Linked DNA regions of Mus musculus: region 2 is linked to region 1. Evidence: chromatin contacts called from public HiChIP or PLAC-seq data. All regions are on one chromosome and are shown on one strand. Each heading gives the region's core, a stretch centred on a gene start, on an enhancer-like site or on the middle of the called end of the contact. The rest is flanking DNA. Distances are from core to core; before and after follow the strand shown.

The links. HiChIP or PLAC-seq counts read pairs in DNA pulled down with a chosen protein or histone mark.
Region 2: a contact with region 1 is called in an H3K27ac HiChIP or PLAC-seq map of regulatory T cells, with 4 times the contacts expected there. The contact joins two enhancer-like sites. A contact is called at or near these places in 2 of 484 Hi-C or Micro-C datasets (erythroblasts and regulatory T cells), 5 of 115 datasets of contacts at active chromatin or transcription factors (T-cell acute lymphoblastic leukemia, bone marrow-derived macrophages, effector CD8 T cells and 2 more) and 3 of 9 other capture datasets (adipose tissue, liver and pancreatic islet).

What each region holds. Positions count from the first base shown.
Region 1 is chr13:24,397,138-24,404,664 of GRCm38.p6, forward strand. All of the region lies in intron 2 of Cmah (cytidine monophospho-N-acetylneuraminic acid hydroxylase), which reads left to right. Among named protein-coding and RNA genes, the nearest start is that of Gm11342, 25 kb to the left of the region's middle. Within about 2 kb of position 4,979, at least 36 of the 459 cell types and tissues checked have an H3K27ac peak or open chromatin away from gene starts, as enhancers often do. A contact at or near this core is called in regulatory T cells, where this site is marked.
Region 2 is chr13:24,782,608-24,790,134 of GRCm38.p6, forward strand. No RefSeq gene overlaps it. Among named protein-coding and RNA genes, the nearest start is that of BC005537, 15 kb to the right of the region's middle. Within about 2 kb of position 3,719, at least 121 of the 459 cell types and tissues checked have an H3K27ac peak or open chromatin away from gene starts, as enhancers often do. A contact at or near this core is called in regulatory T cells, where this site is marked.

The sequences.
Region 1 (7,527 bases), core at 3,729-6,228:
CATATTATCACACAAACAGTATAATGATAAATAAAAGCAGCTGGAGGAAGTAATAGGATTTTCATGGGCCTTTTGGTGACGTTCATGGGTAACTTGCTGGCATAAGAGGAATTGAAGCATGGACAGCCATTGTCTGATGTGTTTGAGCAAAAGATAGATGATCTAATCAGACAATAATCTGAGTGGGAAGTCAGCAAGCCCATCTGCCTTGAGTCTTCTTGTTCTGTCTGCACACATTCCTTTCTCCTGACTTTTAGCACAGTATCTCTTGTAAAACACAGGTCTTAGGATCTACTCTCAGGCAAGACAAGTCAACAAATGTCTTCATGGCTAGCTCTAAGACAGAAAGGTAAGGGGAAGATTTGAATACTGTTTTCAATGGTGTGGTTTGCTTGGGGAAATAAGGCTCGGGTTTCTTCTACGGCTTACCTGAAAATGAGTGGTCAGGAGCCCAAGAGCTTGCTGTCTATAGAGAATGAGGTGGACAGATAGTGTGGCTGAGGGGAGATCAGAGAGAAATACAGAAGCTGTGAAGTTCTCTCTCTCTCTCTCTCTCTCTCTCTCTCTCTCTCTCTCATTCTCTCTCTTTCTCCCTCTCTCGGTATGTCTCTGTGTGGGTATGGGTGGTCAGGGATGTACCCACTCAGAGGCCAGAAGAAGGCATCAGGTATCGTCCTCTATGTTCACAGCCTATTTCTTTGAGGCAGGGTCTCTCCTTGAATCTAGGGCTCCTGTCTTCTTAGTTAGGCTGGGAGCCAGCAAGTACCAGCAAACCTCCTGCCTTTGCCCCATTCAGAGCAGGGGTTAACTGACACATGTGCGATGCCCAGCTTGTTAAATGCGTGCTGGGATCTTCAGCCCTTATGATTGTGCAGTAAGCTCTCTTAACCCCTAAGCCATCTCTCTAGTCCCCGCTTTTCATCCTTGAGAGGCTAAGGAGATGAAGATTAATCCTCCAAGACAACTTCTGAGTGGGTAGACATTGTGTTGTCCTCCTTAGGGTATCACTTCCCCCACTGCCAAACTGTGATACATCTTAAGGTCACAATTGCTTCCATCACCTGAGTTCCTTTTGTAATTGTTTTAGTGTAGTACTTTAAAGCTCAGCAAATTTTGAGGGAAGTCTTGAATAAAATTAGAAAACTTATATTCCTCATTTAAATAACCCAGGAAATATATACTTAATGTCTTGGGGAAATTTATTCCAAAACAGGCAAACAGGTCAACTGAGAGAATACAACAAAAGCAAAATGAATTTTTGTGTCTTCTGACACAATCTGATACAAACGCAACTGTAGGTTCTAACTCAAAATAGCAGAATCAGTCAGGAGATTAAAACAGACCAAAATCGGCAGCTTGGAGATGCTTGTGATTAATCCCTTGTTTTCAGTGAGTTTTGGACCTTGTTTATAGACATTGTTAGGTTCACTTGAGTCTATTTTAAGCATAAATAAATTTGACATGCAAAGTAACGGGTTTCCTTTTGGCATCTTCATGCGTATAGTTTGTTCTCATTTGCTTTCTCGACCCAGTGTCTGCACCCTGGGGCCCACTTCTTCCTCCAGATGGTTGCCCTCCTTCTCCCAAGAGTCCATCTTCTGCTTTCAGATCATGCACATGTTTCTAAACACACTGAATATGTGCCATCCTTTTTGTGGAATTTAAGAAGCTAAGAGCAAAGCTCAACTTGAGTTTTCCTCTCTTCCTCCCTTGATACCTCTTCCTTCCTTCTCATGATCCCCTTTATACTTTAACATACACACACAAACACAACCTTTTGGTTTCATGCCCTCTTTATACGGCATGATGAACCCAGGAAATCGTACCACCATACCTGAAGTGGCTTCTTCCTTCAAAGTTCCCTCAAGGGGACTGCAGGGTGACTTTCAGTAAAACTGCTTGCTGTCTCTCTCTCTCTCTCTCTTTTTTTAAAATTTTTGCTTCAGTCACCCTTATGTTGTTAAAAAAAAAAACCATAAAGAGCATCTCTAGCAGCCAAGAAAAGTCAGTATCAGAATCCAGAGCAGCATTTGAGAGGCCTCTGTATACATCAGGAGCACTCTGAGACACAAAGTAACTTCTCAGGACTGTGTAATTACCATCCTGGACTGTTTTCCTTTCCTTTGCTTATCTTATAGTCCTGTCCTATCTATTTTAGTAAGTCTATACAATAATAAAATCTTGTTCTATCATATGGAAGTTATGCAAAGATTTTTCTTTCTCTACCTGAGAACGGTGGTGCAGACCTTTAATTCCAGCTACTCAGGACGTTATGACGAGAAGATTGCTAACTCGAGGAAACCGTGCCGTGGGCAACCGCTTGAGCTCCTATATCAATACTAAAAGTAAAAAATCAACAGTGGCAGAGGACTTACCAGCACACGGAGCCCTCAGTTCAACATCTAGTACCACAAAAATGTATCTTTATTTCCTCTTTAGTTTTTCCTAGCAAAAGATTCATTCTCTATCACTAACTGGCCTTTTTTTTTTTTTTTACAATTATTATGATTTTTTTAAGTAATTTTGTGTACAGTGTCTCAGGCTGGCCTTGAACTACAAACTTCCTACTTTTGCTTTCTGAGTGCTGGGATTATGGATATATGCTACCAGGCCTTTCAGAAAACAAATTATGTTGCTTAATTATATTATTATTATTATTTAAATTGGCAACTTGAAACAAGACAAGATTATTTGGGACAGGACACACTAGTTTATCATAAAACCGTTTAGGTTTTTAAGTTACAGGAAGAATGCATTTAAAAACACATTTTATTTAAATTTACTTAATGTATTTACTCTTTATAATTACTTGTAGGCCTCCCAAGATATCATCATGTAACAGTCAAGACTTTATCTATCTATCTATCTATCTATCTATCTATCTATCTATCTATCTATCTATCTATCTATCTATTTATTTATTTTACCAGTATAAGCCCTTAGAGCTTGCTGTTCCTGAAGCAGAAAACACTGGCTATTCCACTGTTAAGTATGAAACAGATAAGTATGATCCGGATTGACTGCTAGCCTAGGCAAAACAGTTGTTATCAATAAAACAATTATGAGCATGGTATCAACTTTTGATGGCCTATTCAGAACTGTGTCTTCAAGACCCAGGATTCAAGATGCTGAAAGAACGGGGCAAATTGTAGTTTAATGGTGTAGAAAAACTTACTTCAATTTCAGTACACTTCTATATATGAATGTAGCAAAAAAAAAAAAAAAAAAAAAAAAAAAAAAAAAAAAAGCAATAATGCAAGGAAGGTTGAGTTCAGAAAAACATGGCCAGAAAAAAACATGATCAGAAAAATATGTAAGTAAATGCCAGAAAGCACATACTAAATATTAACAGAGCAGCCCGTTCCCAGAACTGCCTCAGGACAGACTGATGTAAACACAATTGCCTGGTGTGTATCTTCCCAGGTATAATCTGGGAAAGCAAGGCAGAAGGCCATATCCGGATTCAGAGTACACTGACCAGATTGGGTTCTATAGCTATGTTCTCATATTTAACAAGAATGAACCTCTCTTATACAGTAAATGTAAATGCTTGTCACAGGAGGCACAAAATCATGTTCAAGGACAATCCAGGGGACAAAATGCACCTGAGGTAAAAGGCCATCTCCCTTTTTTCCTGGAGCTTTTCTCACAGTCCCCCAAGGCATTGTTTATCATGGGTCCCTTCGATGTTTGATCTGACAGTAGGCAGGGTGCGGGGTTGGGAATATGTACACTACACATAGTGTATAGGTGCCCAAAGAGGCCAGAAAAAGGGGTACAATCACCTGGAGTTACAGCCATTGTGAGCTACCAGAGGTGAGAGCTGGGAACAAAACTCAGGTCATCTGGAAGAGCAGGAGTCACATCTAACTGTCACATCTAACTGTTGAAAGGTCTCTCTAGTTGGCAACTAAAAAAAATCTTTACTTTTCTTTCAGCAACAAACTTAAATTATCATATTTCCAAAACTATGCTCACATAGCTAAGAATGGTAGCTTTGATCCCAAACAGGTAAATCTCTAAGGAACAGTCAGTGATACCTAGAGAGACCCTGTCTCAATAAAACCAGAAATAAAAATTTATATATAAAATATAAAATAGAAATAAATTGGAAAATTGTATAAACACACATATATTTAAATCATGTGAATTAAAGGGCATTTGTGCTAAATTTACACTTTAGTGGGTGCTGATTTATCTATAAGCTAATTTGGAACTATACAAACAATATGCAATCATAAGCACACAGGCAGATATGATATACGATACGTACCTGTACACATACATAAGAATAGTCAAAGCCCCAAGATTTCATAGCTTCACTTAGAATCATCATTTGCTAATTTTCAGAAAGTTAAACCCGTGGCGATGTGACTGCTTCCTTCAGGGACCTAGGCAATCAATCTTTAATCGCAAATGTATTCCTTCAAACATAGGTCTTTTTGCAAAAGAAAATAATAGTATGTACATCTAAAATATCAGAGCATAATGTAAATATCATTGAGAAGGCTTTAAAAGTCCAATGTGGCAAAAAAAAAAAAAAAAAAAAAACAAAACCCAAAATCTGGGGCATGTTCTAGATACTTCAGTGAGTTTCTTTTGCAGTTAGATAGTACTGGGATTAAAGGCGTGTACTGTTGCGGCCAACCAGCAGCTCGAAACGAACGGTTCAACTGAGATGGCAGCTCGGGCTGAAAGAGAGGAACTAGACGGACAGAAGAAAGAACGGAGCCAAGTCAAAAGCAACTCTGATCAAAGCTCAATTTTACTAAATCAGCACGCAGTTATGTAGGAGAGGAAGGGGGGGCCGATTCCCGCCAAATAGTCTGGGGGACCAGTAGCAGGGTGACCACGTGGATGGCTCCAAACAGCAAAGCGGCAGGTTCCAGCAGTGGGCGTGGCAGAACGATTGAGCAGGCAAGCTCCATCCAGGTGTAAACAGAGGAACCCTAAAGCTGGGGGAGGGGAGGCTACAGTGTACCACCAAGGTGTCTCATGCAATTAATTTTTGAAATGGTCGGTTAAATGTCAAAGGTCCTATTTTGGTAGCAGTGGCACAGCTAAGTGACAGAACCCCTATGATCCTGTTGCTGTCTGTGTGGGTAGCAAGAAGCGAGTGGACATTGACTGCTGCCTGACTGTCCTGGTGCTGGCCCTGCCACACTCCTGGTGGCCCTGGGCACAGAACTCTGTTACCTTGCACATCAGGTGTGCTGTCTTCTCACTGCAAAGCTCAGGGTGGCCATGAACAGATGACAACAGAAAATGTTATTGTAATAGTGGGTGGGAAGCAGCAACGTTGTACAGCAGTCACTGGAAGATGCTTACATAGTCTGCCCGAAGTTGGGACACATTGAAAAGCAAGTTGAGTTTACTGCTCAGAGAGTGTGAATGCTTCCAGTGAATGCTCCTCTGCTGGGAGAAGTAACTGTAGTTAATGAAGTGTTTGCAGAGCATCTGTTATGTCAGATGATCAAGATGATGCCATGAGGCCCTTGACTCATTGCTGAAGGGAGCACGTGTAAAATCCATTGGGGAGTTTCTATGCTACCCTCAAATATATGGGGTGAAGTAACTTGCTCCAGCATGCTTGCCTTCAAATAGTAGTGGATAGACAGGCTAAATGATCTTTATCATTCCCCTCTCTTTCTCCCCCTCCTCCTCTTCCTCCCCCCTCTCTTTCCCTCCTCCTCTCCCCCTCCCCATCCCTGTTCCTCCCCCTCCCTCCCTTCCTCCCTTCCTCCCCTCCTCTCTCTCTCTCTCTCTCTCTCTCTCTGTGTGTATGTGTGTGTGTATGTGTGTGTGTGTGTGTGTGTGTGTGTGTGTGTAACCTCCTCTCAATAGTATTGCTAGGAAAAAAAAACAGCTTCTGTAATGAGAATTCTGGTTTCTTTAAAGACTCAGTTATGCTATGTGAATATGTTTTTGTTTTAATCCCAGGTGTGGAATAAGAGGCTGTGTCACAGCAGGTGATTATGACTTTCCTCTTGCACTACCAGGGGCATGATTCTTGCCAGTTGCAGATAGTTAAATTCTGAGGACTCTGGAGAAGGTATAAACAGAAGAGCCCCAAGGGCCTGTGGTGGCTGCTGCTTCCTGCTGTTGCTTTTAATAGATTGCTGGTTTACCATTGTTGGGTTTCTGGACATTGATATTCTGACAAGGAAGATCTCTGTCTTGCCCCTAGAGACCAGATGCCTCTAATTAGCAGGAAGCAGCCTAAGGAGATCCATGCCTGACCTACCCAGTGCTGTGGGGTTGAAAGGGTTAGAGTGTAATAAGGATTGAAAGAGTGGTAGATAGAAGAATTCAATGAAATAGCAATATATACGTGTGTGTGTGTGTGTGTGTGTGTGTATGTGTGTGTGTGTGTGTGTGTGTGTTGTGCCAACAAACTTCCTAATGGGTGCAGGTAAACATTATGCACTTCTCTTTTGATCATGCCTTAGACTCAGTCTTTGGACCAGGGACTAGGCTTTGTTATTCAGAATTCAAGGTATTATCTACAGTAAAAAGTGCTTCTAAGAATTCTGTATTTTGGGATAGCAATGTTATTATAAGTCTCACATAATTTGGGGTGTTTTGTTTTGTTAGGTTTTTTGCTTTTGTTTGAGAAAGAGCCTTGAATTTATAGAAACCCATATGCCCCTACCTCCTAAGTTCTAGGATTAAAGGCTGCTCCCAACACATATAATATTGTAACTTGTCTATGTCTACCCCTGGGTTTATGTCAAAAGACTTAACAATCTTCCCATTGAAAATGTCTGGGTTGGGCTGGAGAGATGGCTCAGGGGTTAAGAGCACTGACTGCTCTGCCAGAGGTCCTGAGTTCAATTCCCAGCAACCACATGGTGGCTCACAACCATCTGTAATGGGATCTGATGCCCTCTTCTGGTGTGTCTGAAGACAGTGACAGTGTACTCATATAAATAAATCTTTTTTTAAAAAAAAGAAAATGTCTGGGAGTGGAATAAATTGTATGCTATACAGTGTGATATGAAGGACTACTGCCTTAAGCTCACAATATGTTGCACTGGCTGCTGCTCTTTTATGCAAAGCAAGAGGCTTGCAGAACAAGAAGAAACAAAATATACATCTTCTCCATTAAAAAAAAAAATCATGAAAGTTACAGGTTAAGTATAGCTCTCCTGCCTAATCAGAGTAGCTTCTTTTTAGTAGCAGATGGAGACTATTATGGAGATCTGCAAGTTGGTCAAAAGGCAAAGAATAAATGGTACTAAGATGCCCATCCCAATCTGTGCATCTACAATGCAAACCTGATAACTACGGCTTAGAGAACATCATGGAAGGAGCAGGCAGAAAGATTGCAAGAGCCAGAGGTCCAGGACACTTGCAGCAAGATCTCCTTGACAAGATCGAGAAGTGGTATCTATGAAATCTTATCAATATGGTTGTCTAATGAAGACTTGCATAAGGACAGCACCAGGTGACATGCTAGCACAGATATGGAATTTCCCAGGGCTCCACCCCTAGGAGAAGAACTACAGGCAATAGTGGCTGCAGAGA
Region 2 (7,527 bases), core at 2,469-4,968, 380 kb after region 1:
GCTGCTCTGTAGGTGAAAAGGGGAAAGGATTGATTTCAAACTAAGGCTGTCTGTCAGGGAAAGCAGAAAGAAATACTGGGGGTGGTGGGGTAGGGTGAGGTAGTATCCCGAGCTTTTGCCCCCGCCGGCAAGAACACACTCAGGACAACCGGAATCTTCTGTGGCAAAGTTTTTATTGCTTACTTATCAGGAGGGAAGACCCCGAACCGGGAAAATGGCGCTGCTTATATAGCCTGCAGCGTGACATTTCAGCACCTGATGTGGCGTGACAGCTCCTGATTCGTTGCTCGCCCATCACCCCATTACTACGCTGCGAGATGGGCAGTGACTAGGTGTGATTTCACTCTTGCACTTGCGCATAAGGCTTATTTACTAGTTAGGTGCAGTGGAAGTAAAGATGAAGAGAGAATTTACCTCACAAAACTGACCTCTGACTTCCTCATGCACATATGCCTACCCCCAGGAATAGTAAATAAGCCTTCTTAAGAGGCCAAGTCACAAAACAATGGAACTAGGGAACAGTATCCTGAGGGCTGCGAGCAGATTGATCTGAGAGGGTCCTGTGGAAACAGAAGAGAGAATTCTAAGAGAGTAATTAACTTGATAAACAATAGGGCCAGCACGATGGCTCTGCTGGTAAAGACACTTGCTGCCAGGCCTCATAACCTGAGTGCAATCCCTGGGATCCACGGAATGGAAGGAAAGAATTTATATCCCCTGAAGCATATAATCCTGCTCCACCCACACATGCAAACTAAATCAATAAGAATGCAATACCAGGGCTGGAGAGATGGCTCAGCGGGTAAGAGCACTGACTGCTCTTTCAGAGGTCCTGAGTTCAAATCCTAGCAACCACATGGTGGTTCACAACCATCTGTAATGAGATCTGATGCCCTCTTCTGGTGTGTCTGAAGACAGCTACAGTGTACTCAAATAAATAAATCTTTTTTTAAAAATGCAATACCAGGGTTTTTTTGGTTTTTTTTTGAGGATGTGAGTACACTGTCACTGTCTTCAGACACACCAGAGAGGGCATCAGATCTCATTACATATGGTTGTTAGCCACCATGTGGTTGCTGGGATTTGAACTCAGGACCTCTGGAAGAATAGTTGGTGCTCTCAATTGCTGAGCTATCTCTCCAGCCCACAATCCCAGGTTTTTATTTATTTATTTATTTATTTACTTACTTACTTATTTATTTTTGGTTTTTCGAGACAGGGTTTCTCTGTGTAGTCCTGGCTGTCCTGGAACTCACTCTGTAGGCCAGGCTGGCCTCAAACTCAGAGATCTGCCTGCCTCTGCCTCCCAAGTGCTGGGATTAAAGGCGTGCACCATCACGCCCGGCTAATCCCAGTTTTTAGATCTCTGTCATTGGTAGATTATAATAGAGTGTGTTGATATATTTAGGAAGAAGTGTCACAATATTTTTCCAGAAGAAAAGGAGAAAAGAAATTCCCACTGATTTCCTCTAAGCTGTTATACCAAACCCCAAGCTGTAAAATCAAACCCACAGAATTCTTCAAATATCATGGTTGGATTCAATTTCAAAAATATCCATCCTCAGGAAATAGAGAGTGCTGAACAGGTAGGAGCTCACACTGCCCTCCAAAGGGTCTCAGTTCCCAGGTAGGAGCACACACTGCCCTTCAAAGGGTCTCAGTTCCCAGGTAGGAGCACATACTGCCCTTCAAAGGGTCTCAGTTCCTTCAGGGAATAGAGAGAGCTCTGAACAGGTAGGAGCTCACACAGCCCTTCAAAGGGTCTCAATTCCTTGCACCCACCTCAGGGGATACACGACCACCTGTACAACTCTACTTTAGGAGATCTGATGCCCTCTTCTGGATTCAGCGTTTACCTGCACTCACACATGCACAGACATGAACACATATAGACGTGGGCTTTTTTCTAGCCTTTCTTTTCTGTTGTCTTGAGACTGGCCTCATTAGGTATACCTAACTGACTTGCTATGTAGAGCAGACTGGCCTGAAACTAACATATAACTGCCTACATTACATCCTGAGCACTGGGATTAAAGGCGTGCACTACCTTGTCTGTAAAAAATCAATATATAGATAAATAAAATCTTTACAAACTTATTCACAATAATTTAGTGACCTCTCTCTATCACAATAATCCCCCCTTCTCACTAGGTAACAATGCTGTCTAAATTAAAAGCAGATCTTTGAAAGACTCTGTCTAAATTAAAAGCAGGATTTGAGAGACTCATCCATTTAACCTTCTGCATTGAGTTTATCTCATCTGTTGACCAAACTTAACTTTAGTTCATAGCTAGACAGTATTCTTTCAAACTATTGTTTGAGGCAGTGCCTCACAAGTTCAGGCTGGCCTTGAGTTCCTTCTGCGGCCCATGTTGGCTTTCACCTCTGCATCCTCCTGCTCCTGCCTCCCAGGTGTCAGGAATTCAGACACGCATCACCACAACCAGCTTGTCCCTTAGAAGTTCAATAACAAAGATGACTGGATTTTAGTCTGTCTCCCTAAACATGGACTGTATTAAAGCAAACAGAATGAGCAGATTGGATGGGGTAGACAGTAGGCTTCTCGTCTACCTCCACACAGAATAAGGCTCCTGTAGTAATTTTTTTTTCTTTGCTTGAGAAGATAACACTTCTCAAGTATCAATTCAAATATTTAATGTGAAGTGTCTCATTTTTCTCCTTATTCATAAAGCAAACAAATTCTTAGTAAAACCCTCATGCCAGGTGTTGGGACTATGAGTTTTGAAGATGGTTCTGCTGGCCTCCATGGGCACACTAAGGACCACGCCCATGGTTCTGCTGGCCTCCATGGGCACACTAAGGACCACACCCTGAGGAAATGGAAGGTTTACTTTGACTCCTGTTACCCCGGCTGTGATGGCCAACTTTAACTGTCTACTTTACACAACTCAGAATCGCTTGGGAAGAGGGTTCCCAGGAGGAATTGTGAAGATCAGGATGGCCTGTGGGCATGTCTGTGAGTGATTGTCTCGATTGCTTGCTTTTAACTGCTGTAAGACTGGACCCAAAAGTGGGTGTCACATCCCTGCTTTTGGGTGCCGGGTTGTATAAGAACAAATAAATGAACAGGAAGCATGCATTTATTTCCCTCTGCTCTTGACTGTGGATGTCATGGGACTAGCTGCCTCAAGTTTCCGCCTTCACATCTCTGCTACAATTGGGGTGTAACCTGAAATTGGGAGCTAAATAAACTCTTCTTCCCCTAAGTCGATTTTTTTTGGGGGGGGGTCTGGGTTTTTAACACAGCAACAGAAATGCAATGGAGACAGTGGTGGTTCTACTTTTTGACTAAACTAGAGAGCCAACCTCGAGACTTAGAAAGAAAGGCCTCATGGGAAGAGGAGAAGTGAGGGGTCGCCAGAAGATGTGAGAAATGAAAGAAAATAGGAAGAGGATGTGGGAGTTACTTCTCTCACTGCTGTGGCAAAACACCTGACGAAGGGGACTTAGGGAGGTGGGGAGGGCAGAGGAGAGCACGTGGGGAGGGCAGAGGAGAGCACAGTCTGCATGTGGCGACAGCCTGTGAGGAAAGCGGGTGCATTTCATCCACAGACGACAGATGAATGCTGCTTCCGAGCTCACTTGTTCCTTTGTCCTGTTTCATTCAGTCTAGGACTCCCGCCAAGGAAGGTGTCACCCAGGGTAAGTGGTGTCCTCTCAGCCAACCGCTCAGCGAGCACCTTCCCCCACCCACCCTAGGATGAGTCACTGAGGTGAATCTAAATCCGGTGAAGTCGACCATGAAAATGAACTGTCACAAGGCACAGCAGAGAATTCAGGAGGAGGAGGAGCCTACACAGGCCTAGGATCAAGAAAACTCTTCTAGATGCAGTGAGCCATCAACAAATCATTGATGTGTGATGGAGCTGGGCAGGCAAGGGGCAGGAAAGGGTAAACAGATTGCAAGAGGCAGAGGAGGAGGCAAGATAGCATCTTAATGCCCGGTATCCCCAGTGCCCCACACAACAAGCATGAAATAGACCGATTTAGATATTACACAGAATAAGGCTAGTTTGTGCCTTAGTCTGATAGGTGGTATCACCCAATGCAAGCTTGAACAAATCCCTCTACATTTGGAGTCTTGCTGTCCTTGCTGCAAAGATGGATAATTTAGGGAGATTTGACAGAAGACCCAGGACCTACTTGTGAAGATCATTGACAGGAAGGGCTGTAAAACAATCAAACCAGGACAGCAGGACAGCAGGACAGCAGGACAGCAGGACAGCACTGGCATCTTGAAAGGAAGCATGTTTTGTTTTGTTTTCTGAGACAGGGTCTCACTATGTAGTTCTGGCTGTCCTGGATCTTACTGTGTATACCAGGCTAGCCTTGAACTCTCAGAGATCTGCCTGCCTCTGCCTACAGAGTGCTAGAATCAAAGGTGTGTGCCACTATGCTGAGCTGAAAGCAAGCATCTTAGGATCTAAGTGTTGGTTAATGATAAAAAATTAAGCAATATGGCATGACCTGTTGGTGCAGGCTTTTAATTCATCGACCTGGGAGGCTCAGGCAGGAGGACTGAAAGTTCACTGCACACCTGGGCTAAAGCATGAGTTCAAGGCCAACCTGGGCAACTTAGTGAGACTGTCTACAAAACTAAAATGAGAGCCAGGGATATAACTTAGTGGGAAAATGTTCACCTAGCATGCACAAAGCCCTGCTTCCAATCCCCTGCAAAAATAAAAGAAGTACATATAAATATATCTATTCCTTTATCAATAAGAACCTGCTGTCAGATCGACTAAGGGAGATTTAGTGGTCTGATAGGTCTCACGCAGTAGGTCAGGAAAGGAGTAGCATGCGCTTCTGTGGAGTCAGAAAACTAACTCTGTGGGTTCAGTCCCAGCACTGAAAAATAAAGTCTGGCAAACCAAGAGGGAAAAGGTGTGAGTGTTTAAATGGTGCTAGAAAAGAGCCCGTAGATGGGAAAGGTTGAGGGACCAGGGAAAGACAGCCTACGAGGAAAGCATGGGCTGCACATGGGAAGCCAGAAGAAGGTTTCCCGGGCATGCAGAAGATGTGTTCCTAGGCGTGTATCATCTACACTACACAGGGTGGATTATTTTTAGCAGGAATACGCACACACACCATATGACAAAATTATTTTCAGAAATAAGTGTGAAATGAAGTATGGAATAAAATCCTAGGCAAGTAAATGCAGAAAGAAAAAAATGTTCTGTTCTTGGGAGTTCCCTAATCCTCACCAGGTGATGTCCTGCTATGCCACACACACACACACACACACACACACACACACACACACACACACACACACACACGGAGGTTGCCAGGAAGAAAGAAACAAACAAACAAAACCAAGCTGCATCCCCCTGACCTTGGGCTCAAAGGTCAAGTATATCAGGAAAGCTAGGGTCTGTCTAGAAAGGAAAAGTATTCTTTTACTTCAAGACAGAATCCTGGGGCTGGTGAGATGGCTCAGCAGTTAAGAGATCTGACTGCTCTTCCAAAGGTCCTGAGTTCAAATCCCAGCAACCACGCGGTGGCTCACAACCATGCGTAATGAAATCTGACACCCACTTCTGGCATGTCTGAAGACAGTTACAGTGTACTTACATATAATAATTAAAAAAAAAAAAAAAAGAGGGGCTGACAAGATGGCTCAGTGGTTAAGAGTGCCGACTGCTCTTCCGAAGGTCCAGAGTTCAAATCCCAGCAACCATATGGTGGCTCGCAACCACCCGTAACAAAATCTGATGCCCTCTTCTGGAGTGTCTGAAGACAGCTACAGTGTACTTACATATAATAAATAAATAAATCTTAAAAACAACAAAAAAAGAGTGTTTAAAAAAAAAAAAAGACTTGACTCTTTTTACTATGTAGTCCAGACTGGCTACAAATTCATAATCCTCCTGCTCCCATCTCCTGATTATTGGAATTCCAGGCATGGACCACCACATTAAACAGGGATTTTGTATTAGGATCATCTTCTCCACAAAGCTATCCACTTAACCCATCTAAGAAAGTTGCCACCAGCAAGAAGACTCATGAGGGACCCAGCTCCTCAACTTCTCAACCGCCAGATCGGTGGGAATATAACTTGCTTCTCTTTATAAACTGTGCAGTCTTGAGTTTTTTCTCATAGCAACATTAAACAGACTGAGACTCTTTGTTTTTCAGCCGGAGGTCCACCCATCTGCTTATTGAACCTATGGCATGGCTATCAAGCTGGGATATGACAAAGTTCATAAAACTATGAGTCACAGCCCTAAAGTGGGGATCATGTTGCTGAAGTCGGGGGTGTCACAAAAGCTGGTGATAGAAAAAGATTTCTGAATGCATAGTGACCAAAAACTAATTCAAAAATCAGACATTATGAATCTGGGCATTTGACTGTGTATGTCCCTGCACCCTCAGTCTTGCATCCATTTTTTTTTTCTGTTGTGATGAAACACCATGGCCAAAGAGACTTACGGAAGGCGTTTACTTTAGCTTACTATTCCAGAGGACTAGTCCATCATGGAGTGTAGGCATGGCAGCACACGGCTGGCATGGCAGCAGGGAGCAGTAAGCTGAGCTGTCCCATCTAAACTTCATGCCCAGGAAGAAAAGAGAAAGCACTACAGACAGGACGAAGTTATAACCCACCCCAGGGACATACTTCCTCCAGTAGAGCATCTCCTCTAAAGGTTCCATGACCTCCCCATCCCCCAACAGAACCAACTAGAGACCAAGTGTTCAAAACCTGAGCCTATGGGAGTCTTTCTCATGTAAACCACCACAGTTCTAAACATTCAAGTGTGTTTTGCCCTGTGTGCGCTATCGATCATGTTACATGACACCTTAATCCTGCCTTAAACACCTCAACTCAGATATAAGACTATTGTCTGTTGTTATACCAGGTTTTCCTTCTTTCGTTTATACGAAGTTTGTGCTCAGATTGAAAACATAATAGCTTCATTGTGGAAAATGCTTTTAATATTGTCCTACCACTGTTCCCCAGCATGTATCAAATTAGCACGCCTTTGGATTGTACTGTGATGGAGTGTCTGGCTGCAGGTGGAAAGCATTTAAGAAGCCTTGCACATACAAAGATGCACATTTCAGAGCGTTATCTAAAAACCAAACCAATAAAACAGCAAGAAGATAGGCTGTAGCTCATTGTTAAAGCTACATACATACATTGCATACATGAGGTCCTACGGCCAATCCTCAGTTTTTAAAGAAAGGTGAAAATAAATGAATAATGAAGGTGAAACTATATTTTAAGATGCTGAGGCAAGAAGATTTCTAGAATTCAAGGCCAGCCTGCACTATATACCAAACTGTAAGGCCTCTTAGAGTTACACAGCAAGCCCCCAAAGCCCTCATGTGGAACAGCAGATTCTTTGCCACAATTTAAGCAGCTGGCACTAGACAGAGTACATCTTTGAGACAATTACCCTGGTTTCTTTTCCTAATGCTCTGATAAATGTGCCTGAAGGGAAAACAGTTGATTTGGGGCTCACAATTCAAGGTACAGGCCATCATAGCAGGAAGCCAAGACAG